2 separate regions of the Gossypium hirsutum genome follow, and region 1 is linked to region 2. A link is a contact called in public Hi-C data. All regions are on one chromosome and are shown on one strand. Each heading gives the region's core, a stretch centred on a gene start, on an enhancer-like site or on the middle of the called end of the contact. The rest is flanking DNA. Distances are from core to core; before and after follow the strand shown.

Region 1 (6,693 bases), core at 377-2,876, 230 kb before region 2:
TAGCGAAATCAAAATCATAAGCATATGTTGCAAAAAAATCACAACAAATGATGTGCTGAACTAGTAATATTGTGGATTTGGCAATAAGTGACCATACTGCAAAAGGTGGGATTAAAAGAAGTGAGAAATCAAAAATTATTAGATGATATTTCCCCAATAAGAAAATTTGAAAGTGGAAAGAGGAAAACTTACAGAATGGCCAAGCTTGAATTCAGTAGATGTTCTCAATCTTAGTATGCAATTAAAAGCATATGGTCGACTTAGCATTCGGTACCTGCAAAGTAAGATCAATAACAGAACTCAAATGGAATATCCATATAATTAACTCAAGTAGATATGAAGTATCCATATAAACATATACTTTGTCATCTTTAAAAAAGAATAAATTAAAGGAACTTATAGTACTAACATGTCCTGAGGAAGTGTTGAATCATCTGTATTTGCATATAAGAACAAAAAGCCACCACTTTCTATGCTAAGAAATTTAAGAGACGCCAAATCTGTATACTCATTTGTAACAGCAAAAATGTCCACGCATACACCTGCTTGAACAGCCACAGTAGCCTGTAACATTTGTCAATGCTACATTTCCCAATCCACATGACTAGGATGAGATAATACAAAATTCAAATGAAAGATACCAGATCTTTGTAGAACGGTGTCTGCTCAGGAAGCAAAGCACAGTCTGCATCTTCTTCTTTACTAGCATATTGCTCACCATACCTTCTTGTATCTATTTGCCCAGGTCCATAATGATTGCAAAATCTATTATTATCCCTTAATAAAAAGTAAAATTTTAGACTCAAACATAGTGATTGAAAAATCTTTGATTTTAGAGGACTAGTACATAGTGATTGCAAAATTATATGATTTGATTAGTATAAATGAGCATAAACAACACTATTCTAAGTGAAAGACGCAAACAGCAAAGGTTATACCACATACAAACATATGCACGGTCCCTTCCTAATTCTATTCTTACAAAATAACCCTATATTATAGTTAAGAAATCGAGAACAACAAAAAAAGAAGAGAAAGAGCAAGGGGCTCACCATTGATTTGGAGGCAGATAGACGAGAAATAAATCTATAAATCTCGCTTTTGTTAGGCGAAAGCAGAGCAAATTGGAGTAGAGTGATTTGGGAGACTGCGATAGCCAAAGGGTTTATAAGAGTGAGGGCTTTTGAGAGTTCAACTAGAAATGTCGTTGATTAAGGAATCAAAGGCACTTACTGTAAATAAGGAGGTTCAACTAGAAGGAAGATGAAGATTAAGATGGCGATAGCCAAAAAATGTTTACCTAACCTTGGATGAAGGGGAGGAATGCTGGAGTTGGAGGAAGCAAGAAATGGCTTCCGTTGAGTGTTTTTGAGGTGAGAATTTGTGAGGGTAAAATAGGGTTAATTTGGGACGGAATGGGTAAACGGTGAAGAGGGAAGGGAATAGAAAGCCTCAAATTTTTCTACTTAAGGTCAGAATGGAATACACCAGTAATAGGGTGTTCCCTACAACCAAACCTCTGTTTAAGTGGGAACCATAATAAGCTTGTAATAGGCAGGTAATGGCATAGCCATTACCTTCAACTAAACATGCTGTAAATGTATAAAGCGTAGAGACTAACATCATATTTTAACTTTCAAATTTTTATTTTATAATTTCATAGAAACAATTAATCAATTTTCCACACTAATTATTTACTAAAATGTGGGTTTTTTTTCTCTACCACATGACCTCTCGAGGTCAATTTCACATTTAATGTCAGCAGATTTTTGAGTCCTTGGTATATTGATAGGTACACAAAAAAAATGTCATCGCCTATGCACGTTGAGATCACGCTCGAATCAATGTAATCAACCAAACTTTAATACTCATGCATATTGAGGTTATGCCAAATACAATAATCCAACATTTAATGTTTGATCACCAACGACTCAAATTAAGTAGAGAGGACTTTGGATTCCATGGGAGTCGAAGTCGATACTTTTTCTATCTCTGTATTTTTCACATAAAACGCTACATTTCCATACTATAATCCTTAAACTTTCTCCTACCAAACTTTAAACCCTAATTTAGCTTGAGCTTCCAATCTTAAAGGGATTTTATTGAGATTGCAATTTCAACATATATCTTCTATTGCAACATAAAATAGTGATTCTTTTCACAATTATTAGTAGGCTAAAAATCATAGTGCTTGAACTTGCTCAAAATATGATTTTAAGTGTGTTAGATCACCGAATGATCCCTTGTGAAGGGCTCATTTTTATTTACTTTACCAAAATGGGAAAGTTCTTATACATGTTGGAGTTTATTTTCTCCATAGTTAAACTAGAGTCTATAACATCCCTTACTTGATCCGATAATCGATGTGAATAAGTGATGTCATATTGACTTGTTCTTAAAACTATATGCAACATTTTCAAAGTTTTAAACACATTTAAAAACAATTTTCTTTAAAAAACATTATTTAGGTGTTTGGATATTGTGAAAACATAAAATTGGTTTTCGATTGCTTATAAGGCTAAAATGTGAACTTTTTTTTATTTAAAAGAGTAAAGGTTTTGCAAAAACCAAATCTTTTTTGCATTTCGAATCTTTAAACAATCATTTTCAAAGTCCTATTACAAAATGAGAATGTTTGGCATCATTCATAGACATTTCAGGGCATAAAAATTTATAGGTACAAGAGTGCAACAATTTAATTTTTTCTTGATGCTGAAAAATTCAGTTTTGGATTGGATTTCTTAAACAGAGTCGTTTCAGAAAGTTAGACTGTGAGGTTTCCGGGAATTTGTACGGTAGAGGATTAGAGAGTTATTATTAGGTAATTAGATATTAATTAGAATTATTAAGGGGTTCATTTAAAGAGTTTTAGTAATTAAGATTTATGAACTAAATTGGAAAATTAGAAAAATTAGAAGGGTTAATGTGTAAATATTAAAACATATGATTTAAAGAGCTAAAGGTCCCTAACTTGTAATATCCCAAGCCTTTAATGGAAAATTTTGATTTTTGTAAAATTTGTTGGAGGGAATGGCCATTCCCCATTTTGCATGATTATTTTCCAAAAACTGCAAAAGTTCTATCTAGCTTTTCCCTTGAAATTTTCCATCAATCTATGATTTTCTCTTCAAGATTTCAAAATTGGAAAGGTTATAATTTTAACAAATATTCATTATCAAAGTATGATGAGCTAGTGTCACGGGCAACAAATCAAATCCCATGATCATTGTGCACAGAACGTCCCATGAAGGTCAGCTTATTAAATGTGGCTCATTTGACCTACTTGATCTGGGTTGACTTATGGAACCAATGGAGAAGGCTATCTACTTGAATGTAACACCCCTTAGCCTGTTAGGAAGACATGGCGTGTATTATTGAGCCAAACAGACCACTCGACGGACTGGGACATTACTAACAGATTCAAACCCTTTGACTTAACTTGAAAATTTTAGAAAAACCATTATGAATATTTTACTTAGTGTTAAAGTCTTTTCTCTTCTTTATAGATTTGGTGCGCTAAGTGTAGTATTTTCGTTAATATACACTTGTAATTTTTTCGAACAGCTTGGTTAATAAAACAAATTCATTGATTACGTTAATATACTTTATATAATTGTCCTCACATGGTTTTTGCATGTAAAGCAAAATGGAAGAAAATGTTGCTCATTGGTTGTCTAAATGTTTAGATAATACTAATCAGATTACATGGTTGGATCGTAGTACAAAAAGACAAATTTTATTAGTAGACGAATCTAAACATTACTTAGTCTAATTGAAAATGAGCAAACCGATTGAAAGAATAATATGTCGTCTATTAAGTCCAATGGGGGAAATACCTGGAAACACAAAAATATATAAACTTTTTCAGCACCTTTTGAGTTCTAATTCATGCAATTTCGTAGTAAATTTTGTCAAAATTCACACTTTAATTATAAAATAATTAATTTGCACTTAAATTATTAACATATTTAATTTTAATTATTTTTATAATAAATCTTCACAAATTTGATTTATTTTTGACAGTTTTGCAAAAAAGGTGAAAATTGGCTCGGTAGACACCTTGAAAGGTTTGAATTGTTGGGGAATTTTGCATCAAGTGAACCAAGGGTAAGATTAAATATTTTTCCAACCAAGGTCAGTCCAAATGATGATCATTTTATGTACTTTATATTTAATTTTTATCCAAGTTAAATTGGGTTAAAAATTAATATAAAGCCTAAAGGAGAAAGTGGCCTAGTGTGCTAAGCATTGAAGACTGATCCAATAAGAAAATTTGCAGCCCAAAAAATGACCCAATCAGGTAATTTGTATGATTAAATTAATCGTAAAAATAGCCCTCAAGTTTTCTTAAAATCTTATTCAAACCCCTCCACTTTTTGTGCCTTTAAAGATTTGCCCCAAGCTAAATTTAGCAAAGTTTAAAACATTCAAACTTTGCTCCATGTGTGGCTAGCCAAGGGAAGTGTGTGGTTGATAATTATTTGCTATTTTTAGCAGCCACTCCCACTTATAAATACCCCCTTCACCTATTAACTCAACACACTTTCATTCCCACACATCTCTCTCACTCACTCACTTTCTCTCATTTGTTTTTCCCTTTTTCTTATCCATTTCCCTTGTCGATTTCCCTCTTGAAAAAGAGCTGCCTTCCACCTTGGAATAACATCATTTAATTGTTCATGGAAGCCTTGGTTCAACAGAACGAGCAAAGAAGAAGAGGAGCGCACTAGTTTGGCTTCAGAGAAAAACTAGTTTGCTTCCTAGTTCCCTTCTATTTAATTTTCTTGTTTATGTTGTGATCATAAATATGAATAATTTTTTTTTGTTGTTTTTCTTGTTCTAATTAAAATGACTTAAATTAATTCGTGTTAGATTGACTGCATTCTATCCACTTGAATATTTAAAATCATGTTTGTGTTGTTATAGGTCTTGGTAAATTGTTTTACTTGTTTGATTAAGTAAAACCATGATTATGTTATACTTGCATTATAATTGTAAGGTAATGAATGAATGAATTATTAATCGTATTGAAATTTTAATTAATGGACACAATACTTAATCAATGCATGTTTAATCTTCTAAGGTAGCTGAGGGTTAAATTAGCGACGGTATTAAACGGTACATTAGCCTTGCATAACTTGCAAGATTATTGTGATTAAACTATTTCAATGTAGGAATATATTGTTACTTCACTTAGTATTTTACTTACTTATTAAAATTGAATAATTGCTTGAATTGACATAGTAAGATGTTCAAGAGATTGGTTAATTTAGTAAGTATGTTTTTGCAGTAGTTAACAAATTACCAAGTTGCCGTGAAAATATTCGTAACAATATTAACATAGGTTTAGTAATTCTAAGTTAAGGAATGTAATTGATCTAGCATAATTATGTCATATTGATTAAAACTCATCTTTTTGAAATTGTGCACTGGAATTTTTACTTTTTACTTTTATTACTTAGTTAATTTTTAGTCTTTACATCACTTCTTCAAAACGAAATATTTTTCCCATCATCAAAGTATTTGATTTACACTTCATAAATATTTTCTTTCACAGTCCCTATAGGTACAATAACTCGACATTTACTTGTTACTTTATTACTTGTGATTATGTACACATGCACATTTCTATCCTTCCAATACCTTGTCTTGGGTATCGTAGCAGATGACTCCCAAAAGATAGAGACATAGATGTGATTAACTAGACTAACAATACATTAGATATGACCCAAGCAGAATAGATTTTGAATCTGTTTATGGATTTATTCACTTGGGACATTCATAGTGTGACATATGTAAATCCTGAGTGGATGGCGGACTATGTATGCGTGATTCGTACACTTTGACGTAAGTAAAAACCTTAGTTCAAATAGATAAGGAATTGAAAATTGGTGCGTTGGGTGTACGACTTCTGTAGTATGTAGCGTCTTTCACAACAATGGAATTCATAGCCCAAAATATGGGTAAATAATATTCTTTTATTGGCATTACATGTTTGATGAAAAGTAAACGTGGCCATGGGTCGTCCGTCTTTTTGATGGATGACTTACTCACTATTTAATAGTGATTGGCTTTTCATGAAAGAAGATGTAATGGTTACCATGAGATAAAATAGAATAATAGTGGGAAAACAAATATTATTTTAAAGAGATTAAAGATATCCTATGGGGATAACACACTTATGATAAGGTCAATATACCGGCACTGAGTAGTTGCTTTTGTAATGGTACGTCGTTGAGGAGAGCTCAGTTACGATACTATAGTGGAATATGTTCGTGACTAAATGATTTAATAATTAATAGGCTAAAACCTAGAATTTAATTATAAATCATTTGAGCCTCAACTATATATGTCCAATCAGTCCCTCCACTACCTCGTTGGAGCCAGAAATGAATTGTGTGTTTGAATAGAAATGAACTAAATGAATAGAAAAAAAGAAATGAGGAACATTCAGTATTTATTATGGATTTCTACAAAATGAAGAAATGGAATCATTTGAAAATAAATGTAGGTTTCTAAAAATAGAAATAAAAATGAAAATGGAAATTTGCAATCTTATATAGGATTACTTAGAAAATGATCAAATAATGAGTTTATGTTTTTGGACTGTTTTGAAGCCTAAAAGTACAAATAAATCATTCGGTCATAGTGAACATGTTGAGTTGTGACATGTTGAAAGAATTTTTATGATTA
Region 2 (6,000 bases), core at 2,221-4,720:
TGCACAAGTGGAATCTGTATAGAAGTTTACTTCTTCTATTTGATATTTGATTAGAATAAGATGTTTACTTCTATTAGGCTTTGATTAGAATATGGTTTTATAAACCCATAAATAGACATAGCCTATACTCCTCTTGTATCATTCGAGTTCGACATAGTGAATTTTCTTCTCCTCTGCCCGTGGCTTTTTCTCGAAAGGGTTTCCACGTAAAATTTTATGTGTTTTATTTTCTTTCTTTTTTTGGCGATACATTGCCATTATCGACGTTCTATTTTTCACAATTTGCTTACTAACTCTTAGGTACTGCACCATTTTCTAAAAGGGTCCTAAAGCCTTGAGCCATTTTGCCCACAGACTATTGGGTACTGCAACTTTTTAGTCAGGGCATCGCTCCGGACTTGGTACAACTCAAAATTTTGTTTTCATTTTTTAAAAATAACTTAAAAATAATTTTAAAAAAACTATTTAACAAATTTAAGTTAGAGATAATTTATTATATCAAAACTTTAAAAAATAAAACTTAACATATATAAATTTTGTTTATTTAAATTATTATATAGAATATATATAAGGCGGAAAATTTTAAATTGATAAAAATAAATTTATTAAGGCATTCTATGGAAAGCTTTGGTTATTTTCAATCTAAACTCACGAGCTAATAATGCTAATGTATTAAGACAAATTTCCATGCTTAATAATGCAGGCTGTTGTGTAATTGCTCTGTCATTCCGTGTAGCAATAAGATTCCTTAATTATCAATATCTAGTGAATTCATTTATCAGCAGCTGGTTATTAATAATTAGAAAAACAAATTGTTTTCCAGAAATACCATATGTTAATTCAAATGACACACCAGATATGATTTAATTCAATGACAAAATGTACACTTCAAATTTGAATCTCTTTCATTAAGTAATAGAAAAAAAAAACAAAAAACAAGATTTTAAAAAAGGTTTGACATTGATAAATTGCGTTGATTGTTAGAAATAAACGACAATTGGAGACATCAAGACATCTTACAATAGAAAAATGTGACGGGATGGCTTAAGGCTCGATCCTAAGGTTCGAATCAGTCACCAAAGTTTCAATAGTGCTACTTGTTCTTGTTACTGTACGTTGATGATATTCATAGGTAGGAACAGGCATTTCCAGTGGAAGATTTGGCAGTGCCACATCAAAATCGAGAACCTGAATTGCTTGTCGGATTGAGGGTCTTAGACTGCTATCAGGGTGAGCACACCACAATCCAACAATCATTAAACACTCTATTTGTTCTTCATCAAACTCTGCATGCAACCTTTCATCAACAGCTGAAAGTAGGTTCCCAGTTCCATAAAGATGCCAATCCCACTCTACCAAACCAATTTGTGAGTTTTCTTCGATTGGATCAACCGATCTTCTCCCTGTAGCAATTTCCAAGGCAACTATCCCGAAGCTGTACACATCTGATGCCTTACTTGCCCTGCCGGTTCTTATATATTCCGGGGCCATGTAGCCTAATGTTCCTGCCAATCCTGTTGTCAAAGGGCCTAGTTCATGGTCCATTAACCGAGCTAACCCAAAGTCACCAAGCTTAACGTTAAAGCTAGAATCTAGCATTACATTGCTGGATTTGATGTCCCGGTGAACCACACATTGCTCCCACTCTTCATGAAGATATAGCAATGCAGTGGCCAAGCCTCGGGCTATTTTGTACCTACAGGGCCAATTGATAGGAGTCTTCTTGCCGAACAGGTGTTTGTCGAGGCTACCATTTGGCATGAAGTCATAGACTAGAAGAAATTCACCTCCATCATGGCACCAACCTAAGAGTTGCACTAGATTTCGATGTCTCAACCGGCTAATGATCTTGATTTCAGTAATGTATTCCTTTCTCCCTTGTCTTGAGCCCCTTGAAATTTTCTTGACTGCAACCGTGGTATCTGAATCATTGAAATACCCTTTGTAGACAGCTCCAAATCCTCCTTCACCCAACTTTCTCTGGTTTGAGAAGTTGTTGGTAGCTACAACAAGATCGTTGTAAGAAAACCTTCTTGGCCCTGCTCCTCTTTCTAGGTCGTCATTGATGGAAGTTAAGTTTACTCTCTCTTCTCTTTCTTCTTTCATCTTCTTCCATCTCCGAAAAAACACGAATGATATGGTGACAACAATCATTAAAATGCTCAGCAGAACTAAAAGTACTACTATTATTTTGTTCCTCTTTCTCTTCTTTCCCTCATCAGTTGTCTTTATTTCTAAACTTGAGCTGAATTCCCATGATAGAAGTCGGTGCCGCTCCGACTTATGACTCGTAGCAGCTGAAATTCCAACCTTGACCCACTCTGGTAAGATTTCCTTGAGATCAACATGATGGGAAAGAGTGAAATTATTTTTAGAAATACTTGTGTTCTTGTAGTTCAATGTCACGCTCAAAATCTGAGCAGTGGCATTGTAAGAAATCCATGCATTGGCAGTTTTTCCATCGTACAAGCTGAAATTCCAAGGAGTGTACTTAGCTGAAGCAATTGAATTGGTGTTGATCCCAATATGCTGAACCGGAGGATCCCATTCAGAGTTGGAGTAAGTGTCGAACTCGACCAGAACAATCTGGTTCCGAGATGAATCGCTTGTTGTGGTGTTAAATAAGCCAAGGAACCCACCTGCAGAATTGGGTGGGATATCAAACCCAGCAGGAGCAAGAAAGAAAGCAAGCCCAGCTGCATAGTTTGACAGAGTTTTGCCCTGGGTGTCTATGTTGAAGGAGAAACTGGTGGTAAAATCGGCAACCTGGTTAGTACGAGAATCCCAGATTGGCACATCTCGAGAATACGAAACTCGACCAACCCGACACAGATAAGATATGTAGTTAAATTCAACATAACCAACAAAAGGTCTCGCATCCCCTTCGTAGAGAATGCCGGTTGCCTCAGGGTTAAAACGAGGTACCTTAAAGTGAACTGAGTTAACACAAGGAAAAAGGAACAGGAAGGAAATGAAGGGAAGAAAACTCCATAAGCAACACGAATGGTTGGCCATAGCACTGAGAGAGATACCAAATAGATGGATATCTTACTGGAACTTATATGTCAAGGGCACATACAAGTATAGCTATAAGCTTCAATTTTTTACTTCGCATGGAATCATAAAACATATGAAAACGAGCATAAAAAGACTTAAATTAAGTCAGTCGTCGTATGGACTCTGGTGGGAAATGCGGAATTAACAAAGTCATGATGTTCGAGACATAGCCCAGAATCGACGCCAACATTGACTAATCCTGGTCCATAATGAGTGCCACATAGCTCTATAAAGTGGTTTAAATCAACTGGGAATTGCCAGTGGACTTCACTAAAAAATTATATATATATTTTATACGTGAGTATGAATATGAAAATGGTATTAGGTGAATACTAATAAATAAATAAAATGAAGGAAGCGTAATCATAAAATAGAAAAAAAATATATGGTGTAAAAACCTTCTTTTCCCTTTGTTTTTCATTTTTGAGGAACTGAGAATTATGGTTGAGTTGGAGTACTACTCTTTGAGGAAACCTTCGAGCGAGGCTAATGTAGTATTTCCTGAATTGATATGTATCTACAAGTCAAGTGGAGAAAAATGAATATCATTAGGAAGTTTCGACGAAGCCGAGTCTGAGAAAACGAGACCACCACCCTTCTATTTTTTTTTCTTTATAAATGACGGAGGAGTTTCTCACTGATTGAATTTTGAAATTTAGTTAAATTGTATTTTATCACATAAATTAATCTTGGTAGGATAGTTTAAAGAGTAAATTCGTTATTTATGTTAAAATTTTCTATGCATTTGTACTTTTAAAAACTACCGTGACTGATGGGTAGCTTATGCTAACATACATGAACCAAGTTCGAACAAGAAAAATAAATAAATTTTTAACAGAATGATTAGTTTGCACTTTAATCTAATATATATTACTAATTTACCTATTTTTGAATGGAAAAAAGGTAAAATGTAATCTAACTCCTAATACTGAGCCTCCATGATACTTTTTTTGATAGAAACCTTTTGTCACTTTAAAAATTAGCATTTTATTTTTCAGTTTAATTTAATAGATTAACTTTATTTTGTTATAGCCAAACCAAGGGGAAAATATCTATTAAAAATAAATAAAAATATTTGTTAAGAAATTATGGCAAATTTTAAAAATATTTACTTTTCATTTATAAAAACCAAAAGACAAATATTTTAATAAAATATAATTTTAGCAGCACGTTATAATGTAAATAACAAAAAATATTAAAAATAAAAATTACCTCCGATTTCAGAAAACCTATTTTATTATTAAAAAATAATAAAACAATAAAACAATATTTTTAATTGATATTTTATATATTTTTAATTAAATTTAAATTTAAAAAATATTTTTTTAATTATTTAAATCGAATTCAAATCCAATCGGATCTAGTAAAAATCATTATCACCCCTAATCAAACTGGCTGATAGTTCTACACTTGAATTTTTGGTACACGATTAAGTCTTTTGGAACCGTTTTCTTTCAAGACTATAATCATGTAAATTAATTGTGCGATATACTAGCGAATCGTTGAATCTTTTAACACATGGGTTTGAAAATAAGAAACAAAGAGCCTTTAAAGTCTAAAACCATGTACGCCAGAAGCAATATCTTCATCTAGAAACTAAAATTAATTCCTTGCATTTCTTGGTTTAAAATTTTAATTAAACATTTTTTATTTAAAAATATAATAATATTAATATAACAAGATATATGACACACCCATGATATGGGTTGTTATACCTCCACCTCTCGGAGACACTCTTTGGACAGCTCTTCAAGGACAACCTTTTGAGCAAACCCCTTGTCGTCATTCCTCGACTCTATACTCAGGTGGACCTCACTCATTAATTGCCACTCCTAACACAAACTATCATGTCCCAAATGAAGTAATTAACAGTGTGCCCAATTACCGCTCTACCTAGGTCTATAGTGGTAGACTACTTGGCCAACTTGCTCTTGACCCACATATGGGGAGATTGTTGGATCTAGTGTCCTAAGTATAGTATTTTCGTCTTATGTACACTTTTATTTTTCAAAAAAATTGGTTTAATAAAAATATTCATTAATTAAATTAATACCCTTTGTATATTGTCACCAATGTTTTTGCACACAAGTAAAATGAAAGCAAATATTGGCTCATTGGTCATCTCATGTTCAAATACTAAGCGATATTACGTGGTCATATTGTAATACGAAAAGACAACTTGTATTAGTAGATGAACATAAACATGTCTTTAGTCTAATTGAAAATGAGCAAACCAGTTGAAAAACTAATATGTCGTCTATCAAGTCCAATTGGGGAGATGCTTTGTCTTGAGCATCGAAGCGGTTGACTCCCAGAAGATAGAGACATAAATGTGACTGTCTGGACTGGCAGTACATCAGATAGGATCCAAGTAGAATAGATTCTGGATCCATTTATGGATCAATTCACTTGTGAGGTTCATAGTGTGGCATACCTTAATCCCGAATGGATGATGGACTATAAGTGCATGATTCGTATACTTTGATGTAAGTAAAAGTCTGATTTCAAATAGATAAGGAATCGAAAGTTGGCGCGTTGGGTATATGATTTATGTAGTATATAACATCATTCATAATAGTGGAATTCATAGCCCAACTAAAGGGTAAATGACTTAATTACTATTTTATGTCACACCCCATTTTTATTTATTTATCATTAGCTTTTAAACAAGAATGAGTATCTAGCCTATTGGTTAAGAACAAGCATAGCTATCCTTGTGACCCAAGTTTGAGTCCTTTCTTCTACTTTTTTATTTTAATTTTGGCATACCTCATTGGTCAACCCCATTGCCGGCTAAAATAGTTGCCTTATGCATAAGATTCTTTCCTTCCTTCTTTTCCTCCTCCCTTCCTTGTTTACTCCACTTTTCACTCCCTTTGTTCCCCATCTTTCCTTTTCTTTCCCTAGATTCCTTTACATTCCATTTCTACTCCCCTTTGACTA

The links. Hi-C and Micro-C count contacts between places; a contact is called where the count stands out from the background.
Region 1: a contact with region 2 is called in a Hi-C map of leaf, with 2.7 times the contacts expected there. The contact joins the promoter of LOC121223175 here to the promoter of LOC107947219 in region 2. A contact is called at or near these places in 2 of 34 Hi-C or Micro-C datasets (hypocotyl and leaf).

The regions. Positions count from the first base shown.
Region 1 is chrD11:31,523,879-31,530,571 of Gossypium_hirsutum_v2.1, reverse strand. It overlaps LOC121223175, which reads right to left and starts at 1,626. Exons shown (of 6, transcript XM_041104272.1): 1 at 1,578-1,626; 2 at 1,306-1,451; 3 at 1,053-1,147; 4 at 642-777; 5 at 410-564; 6 at 1-274. The coding sequence starts at 1,626. The coding sequence ends at 139.
Region 2 is chrD11:31,295,484-31,301,483 of Gossypium_hirsutum_v2.1, reverse strand. It overlaps LOC107947219 (L-type lectin-domain containing receptor kinase IX.1), which reads right to left and starts at 3,470. Exons shown (of 1, transcript XM_041104036.1): 1 at 867-3,470. The coding sequence starts at 3,015. The coding sequence ends at 1,045.